2 separate regions of the Mus musculus genome follow, and region 1 is linked to region 2. Evidence: chromatin contacts called from public promoter capture Hi-C data. All regions are on one chromosome and are shown on one strand. The core of a region is the stretch at or near the end of the contact, and the rest is flanking DNA. Distances in the headings are between cores, read along the strand shown. Region 1 overlaps Rap1gap2 (RAP1 GTPase activating protein 2). Region 2 holds the start of P2rx1 (purinergic receptor P2X, ligand-gated ion channel, 1).

The links. Promoter capture Hi-C pulls out the DNA fragments that hold promoters and counts their contacts.
Region 1: a promoter capture Hi-C map of frontonasal cranial neural crest shows a contact between it and region 2. The contact joins the enhancer-like site here to the promoter of P2rx1 in region 2. A contact is called at or near these places in 12 of 39 promoter capture datasets (the 3T3-L1 cell line, 3T3-L1-derived adipocytes, the C10 cell line and 8 more), 5 of 15 datasets of contacts at CTCF or cohesin (the NIH/3T3 cell line, embryonic stem cells, large pre-B cells and 2 more), 58 of 484 Hi-C or Micro-C datasets (B cells, the Ba/F3 cell line, the C2C12 cell line and 34 more), 3 of 115 datasets of contacts at active chromatin or transcription factors (bone marrow-derived dendritic cells, differentiating embryonic stem cells and embryonic stem cells) and 2 of 9 other capture datasets (embryonic stem cells and liver).

What each region holds. Positions count from the first base shown.
Region 1 is chr11:74,380,631-74,388,075 of GRCm38.p6, forward strand. It overlaps Rap1gap2 (RAP1 GTPase activating protein 2), which reads right to left. Exons shown (of 25, transcript NM_001015046.3): 25 at 2,726-6,881. Among named protein-coding and RNA genes, the nearest start is that of Olfr412, 20 kb to the left of the region's middle. Within about 2 kb of position 4,436, at least 16 of the 459 cell types and tissues checked have an H3K27ac peak or open chromatin away from gene starts, as enhancers often do. A contact at or near this core is called in hippocampal neurons and proximal limb bud, where this site is marked.
Region 2 is chr11:72,993,973-73,001,378 of GRCm38.p6, forward strand. P2rx1 (purinergic receptor P2X, ligand-gated ion channel, 1) reads left to right here and starts at 5,173. Exons shown (of 12, transcript NM_008771.3): 1 at 5,173-5,479. The coding sequence starts at 5,343.

The DNA.
Region 1 (7,445 bases), core at 3,186-5,685, 1.4 Mb after region 2:
TTGTGTGAAAGATGGCGCTTCAGTTCAAATCCTGGAGGAGGCACTGCAGCCCCCAGCACAGGAGACTGCAGGTATGGGGTTCCATACAGGAGAGGGAAGCCAATAGCACTAACAATGCAGGTTACCTGCTATACTGCTGTTCAGCCAGCACTCCCAGTCATCTAGAACTTACCTTCATGTTAATATCAGCCATCAGATTCCAGTCCTAAAATGAGATGTGACTCTGGCCCCTTAAGTGGAATGGAGACACCACCAGTCTCGATGAGCTATTTTGGAGACTGAGGTCATAATCAATTCTTCCCTCAGGCTTGTTTTTAAAATGGTAAGTTGGTCCTATGCAGTTGATGTAACCAGGGATAATGGCAATCAGTCTAAGACAGCTTAGACTTTTGCTCTTGCATTTTGTCCAGGAGGAATATTAGGTGCGAAGGAAGACCAAAGTGTGGATGCTTCCATCCTTCTTAGGAGGGGGAACAAAATACTCACAGGAGGAAATACAGAGACAAAAAGTGGAGCAGAGACTGAAGGAAAGGCCATCCAGAGACTGCCCCACCTGGGGATCCATCCCATATACAGTCACCAAACCCAGACACTATTGTGGATGCCAAGAAGTGCTTGCTGACAGGAGCCTGATATAGCTGTCTCCTGAGAGGCTCTGCCAGAGCCTGACAAATACAGAGGCAGATGCTCACAGCCAACCACTAGACTAAGCACAGGGTCCCCAACAGAGGAGTTAGAGAAATGACTGAAGGAGCTGAAGTGGTTTGCCACTCCCATAAGAGGAACAACAATGTCAACCAACCAGACCCCCTCCCAGAGTGCCCAGGGACTAAACCACCAACCAAAGAGTACACATGGAGGGACCCATGGCTCCAGCCACATATGTAGCAGAGGATGGCCTTGTCAGGCATGAATGAGAGGAGAGGCCCTTGGTCCTGTGAAGACTCAATGCCCCAGTGGAATGCCAGGGTGGAGAGGCAGGAGTGGGTGGGTGGGTGGGTGGGGGAACACCCTCATAGAAGCAGGGGGAGGGAGAGGGGATAGGGGGCATGGGGGGGGACCAGGAAAGGGGATAACATTTGGAATGTATCCAATAAAAAAATATTAGGTTGAAGTAGGTGACTTCACTGAACTATATCAAGATGCATAGAATCCACAAACACAGAGAGAGAGAGAGAGAGAGAGAGAGAGAGAGAGAGAGAGAGAATACAACATACCTCAAACCTCTGCCTGCTGCCTCCATGTAGCCTGTGTGCTCTGGACCCCATCCATTCGTCCATTCATCCATTCACCCAGCTGCAGGCTATGGCTCCTCTACCTCCTCATAGCTCCTGAGTGACAGCCCTCCCCATGCTCGTCCCCACAGCCAAACTTCAGGCCCGTTTCCAGCTGATAAATGTTGTGTTTCTTTCTTAATCATTTAGCATATATGAATTGTTACCAGTTTTATTAAGCTTATATGTCTTTATTTCTATCGGTCACCAATAATGTATTTGAGTGTCCCACACTTAGCCCATCTTTGCCACAGTTGTGGTTTCCCACGGTGTGTTTTTAGGGGCTGATAAGTCATTACAGCTAACTGGCTACCTATGTAAGCATCAATTGCTACTGTTGAGATTATCATTATTAACTGAATCTCTGCTACTATACATAACGTTTTTCAAAGCGCGTTTGATCAATTAGGAGTTCATTTTTATCCTTATGCTTTCCATGGGGCGTCTATTTCTGATAGCACATAGAGGAAAATTCAGAGCCCGGCAATGTTGAGTAATTTGCCCAAGATCACAAAGCAAGTCTCCGACAGAGGCTTAAAACCTGCCTCTTGCCTTCAAATCTACACCCAGCAGGTCAAGCAAAGCACATGAATGAGCGTAGCCACTGTGAGTCAGAGGAAGATAAGAAAGGCATTAGTCATAGGCGACCCCTCGAACAGAAAATCTGCAAAGGAGCTTGGGCAAAGGAGAGAGACTGGTGGGCAGGAGACAACAGGAGACTCGTCTCCTCAGTACCACAGAGGCAAATAGAGTGGGTAAGCGATGGGCGATGGGCGATGGGCGGAGTGAGCAGTAAGGAGTGCTGGAGAATATGGTAAACTCGGGTCTCACCATAGGGAGTTCGAGCCCGCTTTCATCAATCCATGCCTGAGTAGATTTAGTCTGACTTAAAAAAAAAAAAAAAGAAAGAAAAGAAAGAAAGAAACTCCCTTTTTTGTTGTTGTTACGGTTAGTTTGCGTGCGCGTGCACACATGTGTTGCATATGTATGTAGTGTTGTTGCATATGTATGTAGTGTACCCATGTGAGTGCACATATCCTGTGCACACATGTGTTGCATATGTATGTAGTGTTGTTGCATATGTATGTAGTGTACCCATGTGAGTGCACATATCCTGTACACACATGTGTTGCATATGTATGTAGTGTTGTTGCATATGTATGTAGTATACCCATGTGAGTGCCAGGGACATCACTAGTCTTCCTCCCTCACTCTGGACCTTACTGTCTCGAGACAGGGTCTCTCACTGAGCGGGAAGCTTGCCATCTTCCCTTGGCTGACAAACAAGTTCTCAGTATCTGCCTGCTTTCACCTCCCCTGTCCCCCACTCTAGGGTCACAGGATGTGCAGTCAGGCATGGCTTTTTGTGGGCTGGAGATTCAAATTCAGATCCAAATGCTTGCGGAGGGAGCACGCAATCTTATCCAACAAACCACTGCCCCAGTGCCAGGTTTGTTTGCTTTGTTTGTTTTTAATATTAATAAAGTTTTCAAACAGGTTCAAGCTGATAGCCACCCTCCAGTGAAAGGCCCTGCCGAAAGTCTAGTAGAGCCCCACTCCAAGAAATGTGAACTCTAATGGACACAAAATATGTTATTTATTGTCAATTTCTGCAAAGACACATTTAAGCAACAAAATATACATTTTCAACCTTTTAGAATTTGTTTTATACATTAACAAATACAATGTGCTACCATAGCAATAAATTAGATGTACACTATTTACATCACATAGGCAGTCAGGATCTACAAATCACCCCCCTCACTGAGAGGAAGCAAAGAAAAGTCATCGTCACAGGGGTCACTTTCAAACTACACCTCTTAGGTTCTACCACATGGGCATCTCTTCACATGGCAACCCCGGCACCCTGGGAGCTGGAGATCAGGCGGGGACATCACAAGTTGGCATAGACGCTAAGGAGTGGGAAGGGGAATTTCACCCTTTCAAGTGGAAATGTCACAGAACCAAAGACAATGGCAACTGATTCCAGTCTTGCAGCCAAGCGCACTATCCGCTGGGGGTGTTAAGGCCCAGGTCAAAGCCACTGCCCCAGCTACTACTCACTGCAGACGGCCCTTGGCTCTGGGCATCCAAAGAAGCACATAGCCTGGCTGCAAAGAGACACGGGATTGGTGTGGGCAAGCGGCTGGTGGCAAAACAGACACCAGAGTTTCGTAGGATGCCTCAGAAGCCCTCCACCGAGTGGGCGGCAGGATCAGCCTTGTTCATTGTGCCAACCTGTCTTTGTCTTTGATTGAGGGGTAACTAGAAGCTGGGGAGGGAACATGGGGTTCCAGAGTATGGCTAACTAACCTGGTTGCTGCTGGCCCAGAAGCCATATGTTCTATCGGAACCCCAGGACCCAACACACGTACACACAACACAGCTGTCTTTGCAGACCAAGAAACAAAGGACAAAAGGTGATGTTTGAGTTGGCACCATAAAGGGTCAAAGAAAAGAAAATGACACTGGCTGTGCCCTGCCTGGTCACCTGAGCTGGGCTTTTATTACCCATCTCCATTTTAAAACCTGGAGAGGCCTGGGCCTAGACTCAGCGGCAGAGCCCTCACTCAGCATGAGCAAGGCCTTGGGGACGTTCCCAGCACCACCAAAAAATGAGGAAGGGAGGGATGGAGAGAGGGAGGAAGAAAAGATATATCAGAGAATTAGTTCATTTTATCATCTTCTGTCCTGATTTCGAACAAAGAAGTCAAGGGTAGCTAATGCATTTTGTCCAGATGACTTTGTCCCAGTCACTGAAAACCCAAAGAAGCACTTGACTGCAATCCCTCCTCCTCCATTTCCCAAGCCCCCGGGTCCTCACTGATCGAAGCTTGTCATGCTGGAAAAGAGCAGAGGCAGAGGCCCTATCAATACCTCGGACCTCAGCACCTGCCCGCCAGTGCAGAGACCCCAGCTACCAGGCTTCCTCAAAACCCAGGCTCCAGGAAATGCAACTGCTTGCTGTGCCAACAGTAAGTACAGTTGGTATGCAGGAACGGGCTCAAGGCGGCTGTGTGGCCTCAGGCAAGTTCTTTCTGTTCATCTGGAGGATGACATGGTCTGTTGAGATGCAAACAGGGCCTAGGAGGCTTGAGTATCAAAAAGGGCCCACAAAACTGAAGTCCAGATGGTTTTCCAAGAAACACCATTTGACATTCATTATCACAGAGAGAGAAACTCTGGCTAAGGCCTTCTATCTGGAGCCCTCCCACATCTGCTTTAGTGTATCAACAGAGCTGGGGGCATCTGGATGCCTATTAACACCTGCAAAATATAGTTTCCAGAGTTGTGACCAGGAGAACCCCTTGTGGAAGTAACAGTGGAAATGTCCCCCCACATCCAAGCAGAAGTATCGGCTACAGAGGCTCAGTCACATGAAGGGGCCTCAGCAAGGCTCGGAGCCCTAAGACTTGGTACAGCCATGAAAGGAAAGACTGGATCAGAGTGTGGAGGAACAGCCTCCAGCCCAGAGGGCTGAGAGGAGACTGGGCCCTGCCATTATTCTACTCCCGTTAAGCAGAGAACTTGAGCTGGGCTGGCGGTACCTACTCTGGAAGCCACAGGATGACCTATTAGATAGAGAGAGGCATGAGCAGAGGGCAGGGGCATCTCATATCCTGCCCAGAGTACCTCAGCAGCAAACCAAGGGTGAGGACCACAGCCAGGGCCTCTCAGTTCCTCAGCACACAGTCATCCAGCCCAGAGGTAATGCCTGCAGGCAGAGTAGCCAAAGCAGTGGGGACGAGGCTTATAAGGTTTCCAGACAGCGTGGGACAACCTGAAAGCCCCTGAAGAGCCCCAGACCACAATACAACATAGCACAATCACCAAGTGGGGAAAACTGCCCAACACAGAGAAGGGAGCCAGAGTCCTGTAATAGTTTCAAAGAAAACACGGTTTGACCTTTCAAGTTCAAGCAGAAACCTGCCAGCAGAACACTGCCAGAATCCACCCGCCTTCTTCCAGCCCCGGCTGCCGCTACGCTGGCTTTTAATAAAAGATAAACAGATATTCTGTTGACCTTCTAACTAGAACAAATCTTACCAGACTAGTATTTCACGTAAGCAGGTTTCCTAAGTGGAGTGAGGGATGAGCTCCCCCTCCCCTGGCTGCACGCAAGTGCGTGGGGGATGAAGGACCAAAACTGTGCTCAGATGACAAAGGCAGCAGAAACAGTTACTATACCAGCCCCAAAGGCTGTTCCACCCTTCTGTACTTTGGCTTGGGAATAGGAGCCTCTGCAGGCAAAGCACTTGGTTGGAAATTCTTGTCATCTGCTCGATGACACAGGAGCCCAGAACCAAGCAGCCCTGTGCCACAGACCCATGTGTACTTAATGAGGTGGGATCTTCAAGTGCCTGCTGTGTAGAGCCAGCGTTTAGCCTGTTGGATGCTCTATTCTACACCCAGCAGCAGAACCTTCCTGCAAACCTGGAAGACTGAGGAGCCAAAGACAGCTTCTCAGTCTTCAGGATGGGCTGGCTCACCCAGAGAAGGCAGCCATGACAAGGAGTACAGATGGCCTGTGGCTTAAAGCGCAGGCTCGTGGGGTCTGGGCTTCCAGGGGCCCTGAAGATGGGACAATGGCCTAAAAACCTGCAGTTGGAGATGGAAGGATGAAGACTAGGGGACTGAGCCTAGAATCAGTCCCTGGGCAGTACTGGTCCCCTCACGGGTAACAGGACCTCAGAGGTGGAAGAACACTGTATTGATTCCAACACTAAATTCAACCACCACACACTTGGCTGACCAAAAACTGCCAAGACACTCTCCACTACATCTCCCCCCTCTCTCACCTAAGACATGGCTTAAACTATGTCTTTTCCAAATTCTCACACAAGTGGAGACCTGAACCCCTAATGAGCCTTCTCACCCAGAGGCTCCTGCACTGGCCTTGTGTTCACCTTGGACTCCACACTCCTGGATGCCCACTACCAGGGCTCCTCCAACCACATAGATAATCAGCAGCTTGTGTAGAATTAGAAAGGAAAAAACCTTGAGACTACAGTCAAGGGAGCATGCAGCCGGGTTCTAGAACACCTAGCTCTGACTGGGAGCGTCCACCAGCCTGAGCCTCTTGAGGGGGCCCTGGCAGAAGTGACAGAGCTCCCTAGGCCTGGGCTGGCAGATGTGTCGGAAATACAGTAAGATTCAACCCAGAGGATACTGGGATATTCCTGGAAAAGCAGTCCAGGAAGGCACTGCACTGCGACCCAAGACAGACAGTACCCACCCACCATTCTGCAGTTACCTCTGCTCCCCACCACACAACCCTCTCTGTCCCTGGGGCAGACGAGCTCCCTAGCTTCTCGCTGAGCCCCCTGGGACTCAGAGTCCCCCTTGCCCAGATCTTTTCCTGCATGTAAAACAAGATGCTAGTTGACTCAGATAGCCGGTCACATCAGGAGGTCAGAAGCACAGGTTGGGGCTTTCAGGTCTGGAGAAGGATCTGGCAAGGTCATGGCCAGGTCAGGACGTGGAACAGACAGCTGGTGCGCTGGGCAGGTGGCCAGTGAGACAGCAGGCCTAAACGGTCAGAGTAGTGGATGGCACCCCCAAACTGCTGGAATTAGGAGCCTTCTGTAGGCCAGAATCCACACTTCCCTGGGAAGATAAGGAAGGGGGGATGGAGAACAAGCATTAGGTCAAAGAGAGATGAAAACACACTGGAGCCAAAGTAGGGAAGCCACTCAGGGCAAGGAGGCTGCCAAGTGTAAGGGGCCTGGACTCAGTCCCAGAAGCCGTGTGTAAGCATTGTACACCAGAAGCATCCACAGTCCCACACAGGTAGTGGAGGCCAACATCACACTCCCGTTTCCTCTTCTGTTTTCTCAGACATGGGTTAAACATAAAGTGAGCTTAACTCTACCCTCCCTCTTGGTCCCAACTCACTCACACTCCAGGGAGACCTCACTGAGCAGGTGGGGCCAATGGGTCTCAGGTGACCTCACTTTCAGGAGTTCACTGGTATATCATGACAGGAACAGAGACCACCCTGGGGTTGTCCCTCAAAACAACGCTTGGGTAGGGGCATCTCATGTCATATTGGGGAAGACAGATACCAGCCTGGAGCCTTGGCCAAAATACAAGGAGAGAGACTGACTGTAACGGGGAAAGGAAGGGGTAAACGGGGAATTCCTCCCAGGGAAACAAGTGAACTCTTCCGCT
Region 2 (7,406 bases), core at 3,923-6,422:
TAATCCTCTACCTAGCTGTCCTGGGATGGAGATCTGGATACCCAGGCCCTGAAACGCAGGGAAAGAGGTAGGACTAGCTATATCATCTGCAGAGCCCATTGCAAAGTGAAAACCTAGAGCCCCCAAACTTAGCCACTGAGCTGGGCTGGGTTCTAGTTAGTAAGATAAAACAGACAAAACTGCCCAAGGTGTTACAAAGCAGTGGTAGAGCACATTAAGGCGGGAAGGAAGAAAACTAGAATTCCATGGCCAAGTGTGGGGATTTTCTATGTTTGGGCGGGTATGTTATCTAAGTCACGCATCCATGAAGCTAATTGTGACAGAGGAGATAGCTTACACCCCGAGGAACTCCCAAGGATTTATTTTTCCAGTCGAATGGTTAGAAGTATTCTTGGTCACAAGATGTCTCTAAGTTCTCTCAAATATAAGCCCTGCGCTCTTAAGGTCTTAAATGAGCCCCATGACATGGGCATGGACAGCAAAGACTCACAAATGGGGAACCTATGGGCTTTCATCATAATGATAGGTTGCCGAGATGAGATGGTCTAAGCCTAAGGGAACTTGCAGAACATCTGTGTGGCCCCAGCTTCCCCAGCTATTCCCTATTTCTAGGGTGTGGTGGCCTGATCCATTTTGCCTCCACCCCCACCAGGGCTTGCCCAAATCCATCTCTCTCCAGCACACAGCATGGCATCCACAGCCCAAGGCAAGGCGGCCAAGGTAAACAGAGAGGTTTCCTCACCTCACCCAGGAGGGAATTCCCAGGCAATCCCGGCATACTCCTTTCTGGCTCCAAGGTGGCAGCTGCCAAGATGCCCCTAGGTCCCCTTGCTTTTCTGGGAACCAGGATGTTGTGCTCTCTGGGGCCCCTCTGCCAGGGGACAGGGTAGATTGTAGCTGTATTATGAGACATATAAGACCAGAATGGAAGACAGAACCAAGGAAGGAACCCGGGCATCCTGAGACCTGATCCCAAAGCACGGAACACCGGCATCCAGAACCTGACCCCAGCAGGCTGTTGCCTGTTAAAGGAGTGTAGTCATCTTCAGATAGATGAACCACCCATTGGTTCATTTCAACCAAAACCATTGTGATAAGTCAGCCATGGCAGTGCACGTCTGAAATCTCAGCACTAAAGAGGCTGGGGCAGGAAAGTTGCAGCAAAGTTCTGGGCCATCCTGGGCTGCCAAATGCAATTCTGTCTCAAAAAAAAAAAAAAAAAAAAAGAAAAGAAAAGAAAAGAAAAGAAAAGAAATAATCATTGTGTTGGTTGAAAGAGGCCAGATACTAATAGAGCTGTATGCTTGCACCTCCCTGGAGTTTCACACAAGGCAGGATAAATATAAATTATAGCAGATCAGTGGCTGCTGGGGCCTAGGTACTGGGAGAAGAGTGACTGCAAAGAGGTGGGAGGAGCCAGGTGTAATGGAACAGACCTTTAATCCTAGCAGAGGCTGGCAGATCTCTGAGTTTGAGGCTAGCCAGGTCTATAGAATGAGTTCCAGAACCGAGAGACCCTATCTACAAAAACCAAAGTGTGAGGGGTCAGGAAGAACCCTTCTAGGATAGTGGGCCAGAGAGCGGCACATGTATTTGTCAGAACTTACCGAAATGTCACAAGTAGAAGCTTAAAAAGGTGAATTCTACGTGAACTTAGTTTGATTTAAAAGAAGGAGCTAGCAGTGCAACTTGCCTGCCACATGCAACAGCTGGAGCTCCACATAAACTGGACTCGATGGCACATGTCCTAATCCCAGCACTTGAGAAATGGAAGCAGAAGGATCCGAAGTTCAAGGTCACTCCCTACTGCAAGGTCAACTGAAGATGCATGAGACTGTATCTTAAATAAATAAGAAAGAGTCATAGAAATGGTTAAGTGAACCTGTGTTGCCCATGGCTATAGAGGGGTGGCAACCTTGAGAACTGACCAAGAAACAAGCCTCTTCAGCGAGCGTAATGGAATTGGGAACAGGGACCTATGTCAGCCAGAGCCCCTTACTATTGGACAGAAAAGGTCTGCGGAGAAAGACACAGCAAGAATGGAGGTGGACCAGCAGACCACGATGCCTTGGGCACTAAGGATAGGCGCCAGCCTAGTTATGACCCACAGTGGGAGGGAAGAGGTCTGGAAAATTCAGACAATGGGGAGAAGCCAGGCCTGGGGCCATGGCTGGTACCCAGCCTTCTCCATAGACCTCCCCTTGACTATTAGGTCAAGAGCTTTGTTCCAACAGCATCAGAGGGCCAGTTGGGAGTTGGGGTAACTCCCTGAGGACACCAGGGCAGACCCATACAGTGTGGGAGTCGAACTGCCAGAGACCCTGAGTGACTAAGAAGATAAGTAGGAATCAATGCCACTCACCCTGTTGAGGACTCAGGCTGCCCTCCAGGCCTGGGCACTGGCTCCAGGATGGGCACTGACCCCCTCCATACCCACACAGCCGCTAAATTTAGCCAAGCAGGGGAGGCTGTCCTGGGGCCGAGTCGTTGGCAGCAGGGCCATGTCTCCCTACAAGGCCCGGCCCAGAACTGGAGCTGGCCACCCGGCCTTTGGGCTTATAAGGCAGGCTTGGCAGATCTCCAGTGTTGGAGTCTTCGGGTGGGACCTGAGCCAAGCCCTTAGACTTTGGGGAGCCTCTCTTCCATGCACAAGCAAACTCAAGAACTTCTTGTTCCATGACCTTTGACCAGGTGTTCAACTTCCAGAGCCTTGGTTTCTGCATCTGTATAATGGGCATTCTAGCATCCACTTTATAGGGCCATAGTAAAGAAAAGGCCAGTGAACTCCATTGTGTAGAATTCTGACATGTGTTCTCTCCACCTGTACTAACAAAGCCTAGGGCCAAAAGATGTCTGTCCTTAAGAGTGAACCAGTGCAAGAGATGTGTGTGTGTGTGTGTGTGTGTGTGTGTGTGTTACTCGAATATCTGGAAGTGTGTGCATATGGAGGGGTGTGTGTGTATGTGTGTGTGGAGGCTGCAGGTCAACATGAGATGTCTTCCTCTCCCCATCTTTTTTTTTTTTTTTTTTTTTTTTTTTTGCAACAGGTGTTTTCATTGACCTTAGAGCACCACATTTGAGCTTGGCTGGCCCATGACCTCCAGGGATCTGCTGATCTCTACCAGTCCAGCATTGGGTTACAGATGTATGCTGCTGAGCCCCCATGAATGTTGGGAAGCCAAACTCAGTTCCTTGTGCTTGCACCGGCTGAGCCACCCCTATAGTCTCATGTGGTTGGCTCGATTCTGCAGGGTTATTATCAAGAAAAGAAAGTTGTGCCTTTGGTGGCACCTTGGGTCTTTCAGTACCTTCAGGTGGCCCTCTCTGCCATGCTGACTGAGAACAGGGCTGATGCCCAGACACAGGCCTGAGGGTGTATCTAACAAGCTATAAACCTGGCTTCTTGGGGATGGAGTGAGTGGGGGAAGAAGAGGAAAGAGCAGGAGGAGGAAGAGGAAACATAAAAGGAAAGAGGATAGGGAGAAAGAAGAAAAGGAGAAAGAAAGAGAAAGGAAGGGAGGAGGTGAAGTGGGGGAAGAAGAAGAGGAGTATGGGAGAGGGCGGCTGTGGCATGAAGCAACATACTGGACAATGACTGCCTTCCTTTTCCTTTCTTCTCTCCATCCTTTCTCTTCTCCCTCAATTGGAGCAGGTCCCTCTCTAGAATATGGCGTAAGCATCGTCGGGGCGGGCACAGAGATGGCTCAGTCTTAGCACCCACCCATTCCTATCACACACAATTCATTTCTGGGCCTACTGCTGTAACAGCTGCACGTGAAGTCAGCTGGGAGAGGGACATGCCCTTTTGTTTGGGGTCAGGGTAAGGTCACAGAGCCTGCTGAAGCTCTGACTCCTTAGGAAAAAAAAAGCGAAGGATGTGGTTCCCACCACCCTGGCTCAGTGGCGTCAGACAGTTGAGAGAGTTCCTACTGGAATGTCAGTGTGTGTGTGTGTGTGTGTGTGTGTGTGTGTGTGTGTTTTCTATTCAAGAGGTTGGGGCTGGTCCTGGGTGCTGGGAGGGGACATGCAGAAAGCAGCCCAGTTTGCATAAGGGTTCGGTGCCAGGCCCAGGGGCCATTCGCTCCCTGTTAGTAGCTCATGAGGAAGAAGATTCCTTATCAGCACTCAGCGTGGGTCGGCTTGGCCGGGGGTGCAGAGCAGTGAAGGTTACCAAGGAGACCTGTGCTTCAGGCTGGTTCTTCTAGTAGGCCAGGGTGAGAATGCTTCCCTCTGACCCTAGGTGCACAGTGTGAGCCAGCCTGATCAGGTTCTTGGGACCCTATGCTCAGGGTCTGCTTTACTATTGAGGAAGGCAAGGGTTGTATTGGACCTGAACCCTAATTCAACAGTGTATTTTAGTTCTCTGTCCTGGAGGTTTCTGGGACCGTCCCCCAAGGGCTTCTTCACTCTGGGGAAAGTGTTATGTTGTCCCACTTTACAAGAAGCAGACTTAGAAAAGCCAGACAATGCCCCCAAGCCCTCAACAAGTGACACAACTGCCTAATATCAGGCTTTCCAAGCTGGGTCTCAGAACTCCCTAGGGATAGGTGACCCTAGTCTCGTCTAGATGTCTACCTCCCTGTCTGTTCTGGTGGTAAGGATGGGATGGGAGTGGTGTCAGGAGTACAGTCAAGCAGGTCAGACAGAGGGAGAGCAAGGTTGCAGATAGAGATGCCAGCCTGAGGCTGAAGTTAATGGGTATAGACCAAGCTTGGACTTGAAGGGACTGACGAAGAGGGAGTGTCCAAGGGTAGCTCTAGGCTACAGGACTTGACATCAGTTCTGTTCATCTTCCTGCAGGTCCCCAGGACTGAACTGTCTACTCTGAGACTGTGGGGGTGGGGATGGAGGTAGAGTGTTGAGGGATTGTCCTGGCGAGACCCTTCAGTTCTGTCCTGTCAGGTTCCTGGAGTGGGGGTAGCCAGTAGCTTTATCTCTGGCCCTGTGGCTGGTGGCCATGGTGGTTTCCGGAGAGCAGCTCCTGTTTCCGGAGGCCCAGCAGGGCCCAGGCGGAGCCTTGAGGGGTAGTGGGGCTGGGCCTGGGTGGCCTCACTGGCTCCGCCTCTGTCTATCTTTGGGAATTTATTTCACGGGGCACCACTGGCCGGTACTCCACTGCCTGCCAGCAGTCAAAAGCTGCTCTGATCACCCTGGGTTTTTCCCTCCTAACCCAGATCCCACCAACGAACCTCCAACTCTGGCCCCACTTGGCCTGCTCTGTTCTTAAGGGGCTGGGAAGCCTCCAGCCACTCCACTGCTCTCTCTGTAGACACAGATGCTAGCCTGCCCTTGACCACAGAGGCCGTGCGGGGGGCTTGTCTCTGAGCCCCTTCTGGCCCACCATGGCTCGGCGGCTGCAGGATGAGCTGTCAGCCTTCTTCTTTGAGTATGACACTCCCCGGATGGTGCTGGTACGAAACAAGAAGGTGGGAGTCATTTTCCGTCTGATCCAGTTGGTGGTTCTGGTCTACGTCATTGGGTGAGTCTAAGTCCCCCTCCCAACACCTTTGGGCACCAGTCTTCTACATGTGCCAATCCTCAGAGCTCTGGGGTACCCTTCATCTCTCCAAGCACTGGAAAGCTCTCCTGGTGAGCCTCCATGCCTTAAGAAGGAATAGGCCCTGTTAACCTACTGTCAAGATGGAGACACCAATGCAGGATAGGACACGCTACTCTGGGTGCATGGTGACCAAGGGGCAACACCATTGTGGGTCCTGAGGACATTGTAAAAGGCCCCTTCTAGTGAGTGAGTGGCACGCCCTGCAAGAGCCCTTTTCACCTCCAACTTTCCTCATGCAACTGAAACAAAGCAATGCCTCATTTTACTCGCCAGAACATAGGCTCTGTTCCCGTCTCTCCAGTCAGAACAAAGGACAACCTGGGAAATCCAGGTCCCTGGGGGACTAAAAGACAATTGGATTCTGAACACTTAGCATCTTGATGGAGACACAGAGCAGGAAGTAGTCTCCATTCCCAAGTGTGACATCTCCTTCCCTGGCACAGGGTCAGAGCAGCACAGGTCTCCTTCAGCTATCTGGCTAGCCTGGGAACCATGCAAAGGCTAGCAGGCCAGGCAGGATCTTGTGTTTGCATGTGTGTTGTGTGGGCTAACATGGTATTCTATGACTGCCCATGTCCTATATATTTAGCCATGTACCGGTGGTTTTATATACCTGGTTGGCTACGCAAGCTTACAGCTGTGTCTCTGTCTGCCCTGGGTCTGAGGTAGCTGGGTACCAGAAGTGTCACATGTCAGGAGCATCATGCTTACTTACAGTCACACTAAAAAGAGCCTCTAGAGGCTATGAGATCAGTAAAAGGGTTGGGTCCTAATGGGAGCCTGAGAACGCCCAGTACCCCTGCCTGCCTGTGTTGTGTGGTTCTGAGGGCTCTGCAAATCCCCATTTGGGGGGACTGGGACTAAGAGCCCAAAGAGTTACTCATGTGGTACTAGCCTCTTGGGAGTATCTAGTTCCTAGAGTAGCCTTTCTTCTGCTCACTGATGCCCTAAGATTCAGAGCTAGTCAGGTGCAGCCAAAGCCAGGATCCTTCAGCTGCATTTCAGGCTATGTCTTGGTCACAAATCAAGTTGGTCAAGCTTAAGAGGAAGACTAAGGCCCATAGAGGAGCCCTGGAATTTCTAGGTCACTAGGCAAATCAACCCTGAACCTTTGCTCTGTCTCCTCATTTCCCACTCCCTACAAAGTTTCCAGGAAACTTTCTGATGGGTACCAGTAGCCTCCTGCTGAGCACAAGAGGGGCGTAAACGTCCACCATTAATTATTTGCTAGTTCCTCAGGAAGGAGAAGTCACTACTCAAGCCCAGCCTGTTTCTCACTTGGGGAGATCAAAATGGTTGTCCCTACTCAGGCCCCAGGGGCTCTCTACTTTATTTTCAGAACTGTGGCTAGGAGCAGTGTCTGACTGTCACAGGGACAGAACAAAAGGGATAGTCTACTGTCCCTACTGCCCCTTAGCCCTGATCTATACCTCCTGTGACAGGAACCTTACCCCATCCCTCTTTCCTTTCTTCTGGCCTGAAATGGTCTATCATTTTCAAATGTTTCAAATGTTTCTTGTTGGTGTGAGGGTGGGGGTATCAGAGGTGAGGGATGCAACTAGTCTTGCTAAAATTCCCAGTTCACACAGCAGAGCCAAAGGCAAGGTCTTCAGGTCCCCAAACCCAGGCTTCTCTGCCCACTAACTAGGGCGCTTACTAGCTCCAGCAATGGCACCTACTGTCTCTGTCGCCCTCATCTGGCCACTGCCAGATGCTACAATGACTCCTGCAGGTTAAACTCCTGAGCCTTGCTCCACTGTTACATAGGACAGCGGTTGGAGAGGACCTTTCCTTGTGAAGGGAAAGGGCTTCGCTATAAGGATCCTCCTCTTTCCTAGATGTTTGT